2 separate regions of the Zea mays genome follow, and region 2 is linked to region 1. The links are chromatin contacts, called in public Hi-C maps. All regions are on one chromosome and are shown on one strand. Each heading gives the region's core, a stretch centred on a gene start, on an enhancer-like site or on the middle of the called end of the contact. The rest is flanking DNA. Distances are from core to core; before and after follow the strand shown.

Region 1 (4,728 bases), core at 532-3,031:
TATTTTTATTATTTAAACGTCATATGTTGTTATAGATCCGTTAAGCTCATTGGGCCGTGAGTCAGTCCGACACGATTACTAACTTAGCGACCCATGTCTGGACCTCACTTGGGACTAATGAGACGGCAGACACGTCTCGCTAGCTAATCCGTGCCAGGTCTAGCCATGCTCGAGCCGGCCCAGGCCGCCGATTTGAACATCTATACCTACCAATACCAATATACAATCTCTCAATCATTCAGAATATAAACTCTCTTTTACTTTTACTGTCGGTGTTACCCGATTTATCCACTCTGTTACCTCATGACACATATAGATGGCCAATAATGTCGGGCTAATCGGGCCGGCCCGGAGCACGGCACGGCCCGTAGTGCCTGGGCCGAGCACGGGGCACGCCCCGATTAGCCCCTAGGCACGGTTAGACACGATTATGCATGGTTAGATCTAAACACGACTAGTTAGCTGTGTGCTGTACTCTTTTTTCTTATCTAGGGTTTTCTCACAAGGGTGAGTTTTTACCTAGATAGGTTTTTAATGAGTCAGCCATTGCACTAAACAGCTCAATATTAGCTATTTTAGTATATTTTAACTGTGTTTGTTAATGTCTGACTAAAATTCTGTGGTGTAGTGCTAAACGGGCCTACCGTGCCGATACAACACGGCTAAGGAGCCTTAATGTCGTGCCTGGGTTCAGGTACTAATGCCGTGCCGACACAGTACATCTAATAATCTAATAATCATGCTAAACGGGCCGTGACCTAACCGGGCCGTCTGTCCGATTGGCCATCTCTACGCATCAATGCTTCTACACAGTACGATTTTGATGGATGCTTTTATGCCGTGCTTTCGCTTTCTGTACACGATACGTATTTTATTTCCGGAGAAAATACACAACAGTCACGGGCTCACAAACAAGAAGCACTCACAAGAGTTGAGTGACACGACACGCATCACTGCACCTTCACCTCGGTGACGTTCCGCTTGCGCTCCCCGGTGCGCGGCACGGTGACGTACAGCACGCCGTCCTTCACCTCGGCGGTGATCCCCTCGGCGCGCGCGTCGTCCGGGAGCAGCAGGCTGGCGTGGTACCCGCTGGTCGACCACCACTCGCCGCCGTCGCCCTCCTCCCCGTGCTCACGCTTCTCGCCCTCGATGACCAGCACCCCGTCCTCCACGGCCACGCGCACGTCGCCCTTGCCGAGGCCCGGCACCTCGAAACGCAGCCGGTACCGCGCCTCGTCCTCGCGCACCTTCCCGGACAGCAGCCGCGACGGCGCCAGGCGCTCCAGCGGGCGGCCCAGGGTCTCCGCCACCTGCGACAGCGCGCTCCCGAGACCTGCGTGCGTCGATGCATGCACGGGCGTTAGTCACTAGTCAGTCAGGGTCCATGGCCGGCCGGCGTGGGTTGCTCAATGCGGCAGGTGCTAAGGCCGTACCGTCCACGAGGCTGAACGGGGTGAAGTCGCGGAGGTCTCGCCATGCCCAGCGGCGATTGGGGGCGGAGCGCTCCGACACGGCGACATCTCGGCGGTTTGCCTCGCCTGAGGCGGCAGAGTCGGCTGCCGAGGTTGAGAGAAGCGAGTGAAGTTTCGGATCTGTCGCCGGGGCTGCGGCGAGCGCCGGCCTCGCCAGCGCCTGCGCGCGGCCAGCGATGGCCCTGTTGAGGCACAGACGAGCTAAAGCCATATCAAAGTCTACCGCCGGAGCTACGGACTTGATTGTCGCGTCGTCGTCACTCTGCTTGGTCACCGTCCTTGTGTCCTCACTCTGTTAGTCTGTTTAGAGATGGAGATGACGATTGGTGTCCATATAAAGCGGCAGAGGCGGCCACGTACACACGCAAGCTGAGAAGGCCGGAGACGCGTCTGGAAAGGAGACGGCCTCTTCCATCACCTTCTGGGTGCGCTGAGGATCTATGGAAAGCAGATTTGAGAATGTACACAATTGATGTCTGCTTGCTTTTGCTCCCAGAATTTGACATGCAGATAACCGAGCTAGGCTCCGGTTGCTAGTGCAGGCTGCAGCCAGAGCCAGGTGTGCTCGCTGTTGCGCGAGAGTTCGATTTCCAGAATCTAACTAGCATCCCTCATCTGGGTTTTATTCTCATTAATAATAATCTGTCATCTCTTGGTTTTGTACTCAGACGAGAAGCTTAAAAAAGAATCTGACATGCCAATGTTTACGTTTGGCAAACAAAAGTAAGGTAAAATGCTTGCTCAAGTCATATGACAGCTAAAAACATCGGCTGGACTGGACCCGATTTTGGCCATCAGGCTCAAGGCAGCTCCCAGTATCTAGTTCCCTGGCATCCCTGCAGACGTTCTGATTTCTTTTACGCGAGCTAACGTGAGAGAACTGTACTCAGTATAAAACAATGAACTCCTACACTGAACGCTGTAAACACAATTACTAGTAATAAAATAACAAAGAATATTTTACATTTGCATAAGAGGGATGTCATCCTGTCTCCGAGACAGTCCACATCCATGAGGTCACAAGCTTTCGCAGCCTAGAAGTTGCGTACATTTCAGCGATTCATGACTTGAAACAGCACACTTCCAATAACCAACTCTAATCGTATAGGCCTTCCTGCTCCCAGCTGATCACGAGGAAACCCACCATTTCCTGACAGCGGACAAGCCAGGAAAATCAATGCATTGTCTAAACAGGACGCACATGTCAAATGGAAGATGTCGTGTAGCTTTTCAAGATATCTTACACCAAGAGGGATCGGTTGTGGAAATGGTTTCGAGCTCCCGAGCAGGCTCTCGTATGTAGCATTACAACTGCAGTCGCCATGCAGATAGATATTAGTTTCAAAAGGCAATCAGAAGCTATCCTAAATTTCAAAGTATTATAAACAAGATTTCTAACTGCTGGAGAGCCACTGTCAAATTACCAACATGGTAGCAAGGATATTACTATATAAATAGCATATCATCGATAACCACAATATATCACAACTTCGTGATGTTTCGAATGACAATTTAAACAGTGGATAAAACCCACGACTGGTTCATTCCCATGCATGAAGCAAAGAAGGTATTTCACGTAACTAAAAACTACTACACCAAGGAAATATTTTGGTCACTGCAAAGACAGAAAAATTCAAGACCATAGACGTTCCATAAGAAAAATTGAACTCGGAGAACTAACCTTATTTTTGGTCCTTGACTTTGTTGACCCTGAGAATTATGTCTTCGTTTTCCAATCCACTGCTGTCTAGTCTGGTGCCATAGTAGAAGACCTATGTTTGTACAAATGAGGGACATAATGTCAGGGAATGAACCATTAGTGGTTTTATTGCTTTAGCATATAAAAATGAGGCAATGAACCACCAGTGGTTCTCCCTCGGCGCCTACCCTATAGGGTTGGAATTCGGGAGCCATAAGAACAAATAGTTTACATCTGGCCATGTGTGTGACCAATTTCAGGAGTTGGCCTATACGTGAGAGACTCTCTGTCATAATATATTATTTCCTGCTATGGAAAATTGGAAACCAAAAAGGATTTAGATTGCTTATTGCTAGATTATAGACAGGTAACACTAATTAGTTACCGATTATAGGAGCATAGATGAGTTCTAAGAACTGATACTGCATACAGTCATGCTAGGTAATAATTTGCATAAAATGTCCATCGCATTGCATCTTGTAAAATTGCCAGTTTGCTGAATTTTCTGGAGCACAAACACACCATACTGAAATGCAGTTTCAATAAGAATAAACAGAACTCCAACAAACAAATATTGGTTTAACGCTTTCTGAAAAGTGAAAACTCAAGGAAGCATGGAACAGATAACCAAACATTGTAAATTAGTGCACCATAAATCGACATGGGCACCACGTGTTCTGGACATGTATATATGGCAACTAATTTACCTTGATTTACAAATTCATTTGGGGAGCTGCTACTTCCAGAAGCATGCTGATCATTAGGTTGTGCAGCAGTGCTGATTGAGGACATACTGTGTCGGGATTGCAAGGCACTGTTCTCCATTTCGTGCGGGCTTGAACTCCAAAAGTCGTCAGATAAATTGTGTCTTTTTACTGAGCGCCCTTGAATTCTTAAACCTTTTGTGGGCTCATCAACAGCTATTATCGGAGTAGGCTGGGCACAACCAAAACAACCACTGCTCTGTTGCAAGCCAGAATTGGCCAAGAAATGATTAGTACTAACAGGTACTTGCGAGTAACAGCACAAATAAAATATGCTTACATTTAGATAATTCTAAACGGTGGAATACTAGAAGTTCAGAACCAGCTACTAGGCCCAGCTTTTACTCATCACTCTGAAATTATTAGGACATTCATCAAGTAAATAGTACAGACACAAACTCAGTCAAGGCTGCCTTCCAAAGCTCACCAACCCGGTGTTGGATCTCCTCGGCACACAAATGATCCACAAGGCACTTCATTTTCCTCATGGCTGATACCCAAGAAACTCACAATCGCTGGGAATTTGGATAATAGAAGGGAAGGGCCTTTTTAACCTGCCATGCCCTGACCTCACTAACTGCTTCACGAATCTGGCTGGCAAGTTCGTCGGGCTCATGAATCTCCCTTTCCTGGTACCATGCTGATCTTGATGCCCTGCTCCCACCTTGGTCGGGATTGCATGTTCTAGTCTTGAAATGGTAAATTGCCAAGCATGACCAGACTATTCATTTTCTGTTGCTTCATGTGCTCATTATGAAAGAACCTTCTGGAGGATTATGTTATTGTGGTG
Region 2 (4,784 bases), core at 402-2,901, 400 kb before region 1:
GTACCACGTATTAATATGAAATTAATGCCTAAATACAATATGCCCCTAATTCTTAAATCACATATACCACTAATACATTAATGAAATCGAATTAAAACAATAATACTAATCACAAACAGTAATCAAACAAACACAATTACAAATATATACTAATTTGGGCGGCAACTAAATAACAACCGCCGAAAATAAGAAATAAAATATGCAAAAAAATTTTACCTCTCGATGCGGCGGCTCGACAACGACGGTGGAGTGGTGGCGGCTCGGAGTGGCGGGCAGCCCGGCGGGCGGGCGAGCGGCGGGTTTGGGAGAGGAGAGAAAGAATAGAGAAGAAGAAGGGTCCGACGGTTTTTAAAAACCTTATTTTCGGCGGCTGTGTCAGTGGTCGCCGAAAACAATCTTATTTTCGGCGGCCAGGGATGTGCCGCCGAAAATAATGTAGGTCGCCGAAAATGATCCACGGTGCTGTTGTGGCGGCTCTGGGCCGAACGGTCCGCGACCTGGCGGCAGAAGCGGGTGCCTTCCATGCATGCTGTCCGGACGGTCCGAGCTCTGGGCCGAACGGTCCACGATGGCGCAGGGTCATTTTCTTCTCCTTGTATGACCTAAATCGCGCCCCACGGGATAGAGACCTTAGGGTGCTTCGGGTCAGCAAGTCACCCGGGGCATCCAGACGACGTAGAGTCGCCTAGAAATTAAGAGATCAATTTGAGAAAGATATCTTGATTGAAGTAGGTCGGCAGGCCACCCTAGGACGGATCTAGATGACGTAGAGTCGAATAGAGGTGGATATGCGGAAAGCTACAACTAAAGCTACGCTACATCTATTCCTATAGCAGGAAAAGTAAATAAAGTAGATAAGTTCGATTGGAATGTGTCCCGAGGTTCTCAATGTCGTACCCCTTTATATTTATAGGGGAGGACGTTTGGACCTTTTCCTAGGAGATAGCTAACACTCCCACATGATTAAATAGATAACCACACATGAGATAAGGATAATCTAATCGCGGGACATACGGACTGTCCGGGCCCAAGGGCTGACCGTCTACCACTTTTGGTGCTCAACAAGTAGATTCAATTTCTTCAAAATAAAGGGATCCAAACGATCACTAACTATATTTTAGAGATATTTATTTGTTGAACGATCTACTACCTCTATCTTTAAATAATAGTTACTATAACATTCATGCTCAGCAAAAAAAACCTTATATTTAACTAAAGATGGTAACTATTTTTTATTAGGCATGCTTTTTCTAGGTATACCTACATCACTACAGCAGTACTAATTTCAATAGAGAAAATTCAATATATTTTTTAGTCTTTGAACTAAAGATGATTATGCTCTATATATTATTAGAATAAAGGGATTATGTATTATAAATATTAACATTTTTTTATATATTTGTTAAATATAAAAGTAGTTAATTTCTAGAAATGAGATTCGACAACTATTTTAAAACACATGGATAAACTTTTTCACTTTAGATCACAAGCTTCATTTTCTAAGGATTTAAGCACAGGGAATCTTGAATTTAAGAACTGGAGACAAAAAGCTAAAAGGAAACACAGTATAGAAAAACAAACGGAAAAAGGAAACACTGAAAAGACAGCGGGATTGGAAACGTGTAACCACCTCCAGCCTAAACACAGTCACCACCACCTACACCCCCGTTGTCTCCTCTCCTTCCATTGCCACAGTCGGCCTTCTCCGTGGAAGCCGGCGGGCCGCCGCCTCCTTTGTCCCTGTCGTCGTGCTCTTCCGTACCGCCATTCCCTAGCACTGTCCACGGGCGAGGTAAAGAAACCATCTTTCCACCTTCTCCCACCCCCTCCGGACCCATAGGTGCCACCGGCATTTGTCTTGCGATTGCTTGGCCCAGATCTGCGTGCATTCGGCATTTCTCGTGCGTAGATCTCGCGTGTACGGTGTACCTCGTTTCCCTCGGCGGGTGGATCAGTGACGGCTTGGTCGAGATGGACGATGTGGTTGATGACATCATCTGTGGAACGGATGCGGCGGTTGCCGTCGAGGATGGGGCCAGTGGGACGCCCGCAATGCCTAGCTTAGGGTGCCAGGGTGAGGAAGAGCATAGGAAGGGCAATGAGGACAACTCAGGTGAGAGCGAGGTGATTAACCCGCCAGAAGAGGCTGGCGGGGAGGCCACCTCGCCCCTGGAAGGCAGGAAGCCTCGCCTTTCCAAGGTGAGCTCTTGACGGCGATGTCTTGTAATGTTTTTTGTGGCTATCTTCTACCTATAGGTAGTAAATGATACCATCTGCAGTTGTACTGATTACCATTTCGTTTATGATGTGATTTTAGGGGAATCAAAGCCATGTACCTAAGGCTGTCAAATCTAAGAGTCCAAGGAGTGGAGATGAAAATCAGACAAGGAGAAAAGCTCCCAACTCTTCTTTTCCTAAGGCACCCATTGTCCAGGAGTCCCATGGTGACTCTGGTGTCGGCAGTAATGTAAGCAGTTCTACATTATGATGCAGTTTGTTTCAACATCTTCACTAGTCAGTGAAAGAGCCTGTAGCCTAGTGGTTGAAAGTCCTTTAGGCCTTGTTCGTTTGTCCAGGATTCCACCTAGGAATCGTTCCAGGTGATCAAACCTTATATAAATTACATAAGCAACCTGGCCCAGAATCGTTCTAGGTCCCTTAGTAGCACCTCTAGGTCCTCGGTTCAACTCCCTGTGGAAGTGAATTTAGGCTGGTTAAAAAGACCCTCTGAGTGTTTTTCTCGGCCTGCAAGGTTGAGGTCTTCTACCTTAATAGGCTAATAGCACAGCCCTGGGCCCTGGGGAGGTCACCCCCAGTGGGTTGAACCTTTTTTTAATATATTCACTAGTTATGGATATCTAAAATCAGCTTCCTGCCCAATCTAGTCGGATCTTACATGACTTGTTTCACTTTTATCAGAAAGCTGGCAAGAATGAGTCTCACTCATCCCCAATTGATGCAGCATTGCCCGATGAGTCCAAGTAAGTTGCTTCTTTCCTTTCTATCAAGATCAGAATAACTTGGGAGAAGGAATGTATATATACTAAGTGTTTTAGTATATATGCCCACAAATCCTGGTGCACCATAGACTGGATATAAAACTATAAAGGGCGTACCCAGTGCCGTAGGCTTCCCGCACTGTGCAGGGTCTGGGGAAGGGTATCTTTAGTCGCCAAGCCTTACCTGCTTAATATGCAGAGGCTGGGGCTCGAACCCAGGACCTTCCGGTTACAGACGGTAGGCTCTACCGCTGCACCAGGCTGCCCTTCACTGGATATAAAACTATGACTACTCTAAAATCATCTTATACGGCTATATATTTGAAGAGTCACTTATGCTATTTATACTTAACTCCAATCCAGGGAGAAAAGGAAAACTCAAAAGCCACCAGCACAGCTCTCTTCCATCAAAAGAGATGAAGAACAGTCAAATGGTGAGAGTGCAAAGCCTCGAAAAGTTGGAAGCACGCCATCATATGGTTTCACCTTCAAGTGTGATGAGAGATCTGAAAAAAGACGAGAGGTAAACTGTGTTTAGCTGTTTTATTTTCTGATTCCATTTTGAAATATGTATGTTGACAATTTTGTTTACCCAATTCTGCAATCAAACAGTTCTATTCGAAGCTTGAGGAGAAGATTCATGCAAGAGAGTTAGAAATAAGCAATTTGCAAGCCAAGTCAAAGGTACCCTTATTTGCCCTTCTTTTGGGAAATGCTGCCTTCCAACATACATCTCTTATGTTTTTTGCTGATATATTTCTGTAAAATGCACAGGAAACTGAAGAAGCAGAACTCAAAATGCTGAGAAAGAGTTTGAATTTCAAGGCAACACCAATGCCAAGCTTTTATAAGGAACCAACCCCTGCCAAGGTTGAATTGAAAAAGGTAACTTAGTGATTATGGCGCGTTTGGCAATTTTGCGTGCCTTGCTCGCCTCACCTTGCCAAGCAAGGCCAGCTTTGGCAGGAGTGGAAAACAGATCTTGCTTGCTCAGTTTGGCGTGCAAAAACCTTGAAATCATGAGCCCCCAGAACAATAGAAAGAAAACCAAACGCTACCATCCTGTCAACTTGTGTAGTAGTTAGGCAAGGTGAGGGAGCTGCAGGACCCTATGACTCATGGCTAGCCATAGTATCTTATGCTGAGTGAACTCATGGCTGATATGCCTTATGAGCATGTGTGGAATCATCACTCACACAATGTGAATTCCGTGGGTTTTAGTCATCCACTGCCTTTCTTGCCTTTTCAGAATACATACTCCACACAATCTTTTTTTTTTAAAAAAAAAGAGGCAAAATTAAAACTACCATATAGTTGAGCTGGAACCTGGAAGCCTTATTTTCTTCCGATGTAAAAACCTGTTATCTGAGTGGAGATGGTAACCGCAGTTGGATAGTTTGCTTTTCTCTATTTACGACTTTCCGGATGCAATTACATGTGTGTACTAATCACTAAGGTGCCGTTTGGTTCATGAAATGTAATGTAAATGGTAACGGTAATGATTCACACTCGGTTGTCAGTGCTGACAAGTTCGAATAGGACGGTATCAATTTCTAGTGTGGTGTCGGATTACGATTGGACTTAACCAAACATGGTTTAACGTTATCGGTTACCGTTCACGTTATAAATATGTGAACCAAACAACACCTAAATGTGCTGTTCTTGATCATCTTGAGTGGCAGAATTTATACAAGGCCTTGACATGAATAATACAGGAATTCAGGAACACAGACTTGTTTGGCTTCATAACATCCACAGAAATACTTATTTCCAGTGGGAACATAC

What was found. Hi-C and Micro-C count contacts between places; a contact is called where the count stands out from the background.
Region 2: a contact with region 1 is called in a Hi-C map of ear, with 3 times the contacts expected there. The contact joins the promoter of LOC100304261 here to the promoter of LOC100283886 in region 1. A contact is called at or near these places in 3 of 25 Hi-C or Micro-C datasets (ear, leaf and tassel).

What each region holds. Positions count from the first base shown.
Region 1 is chr5:117,983,778-117,988,505 of Zm-B73-REFERENCE-NAM-5.0, reverse strand. It overlaps LOC100283886 (chloroplast small heat shock protein), which reads right to left and starts at 1,781. Exons shown (of 2, transcript NM_001156784.2): 1 at 1,437-1,781; 2 at 826-1,336. The coding sequence starts at 1,686. The coding sequence ends at 951. It overlaps LOC100216795, which reads right to left. Exons shown (of 5, transcript NM_001143194.1): 2 at 3,882-4,137; 3 at 3,157-3,247; 4 at 2,720-2,786; 5 at 2,195-2,625. The coding sequence starts at 3,999. The coding sequence ends at 2,572.
Region 2 is chr5:118,381,236-118,386,019 of Zm-B73-REFERENCE-NAM-5.0, reverse strand. It overlaps LOC100304261 (Protein WVD2-like 5), which reads left to right and starts at 1,651. Exons shown (of 7, transcript NM_001326605.1): 1 at 1,651-2,199; 2 at 2,318-2,467; 3 at 2,920-2,981; 4 at 3,363-3,522; 5 at 3,612-3,683; 6 at 3,774-3,884. The coding sequence starts at 1,972.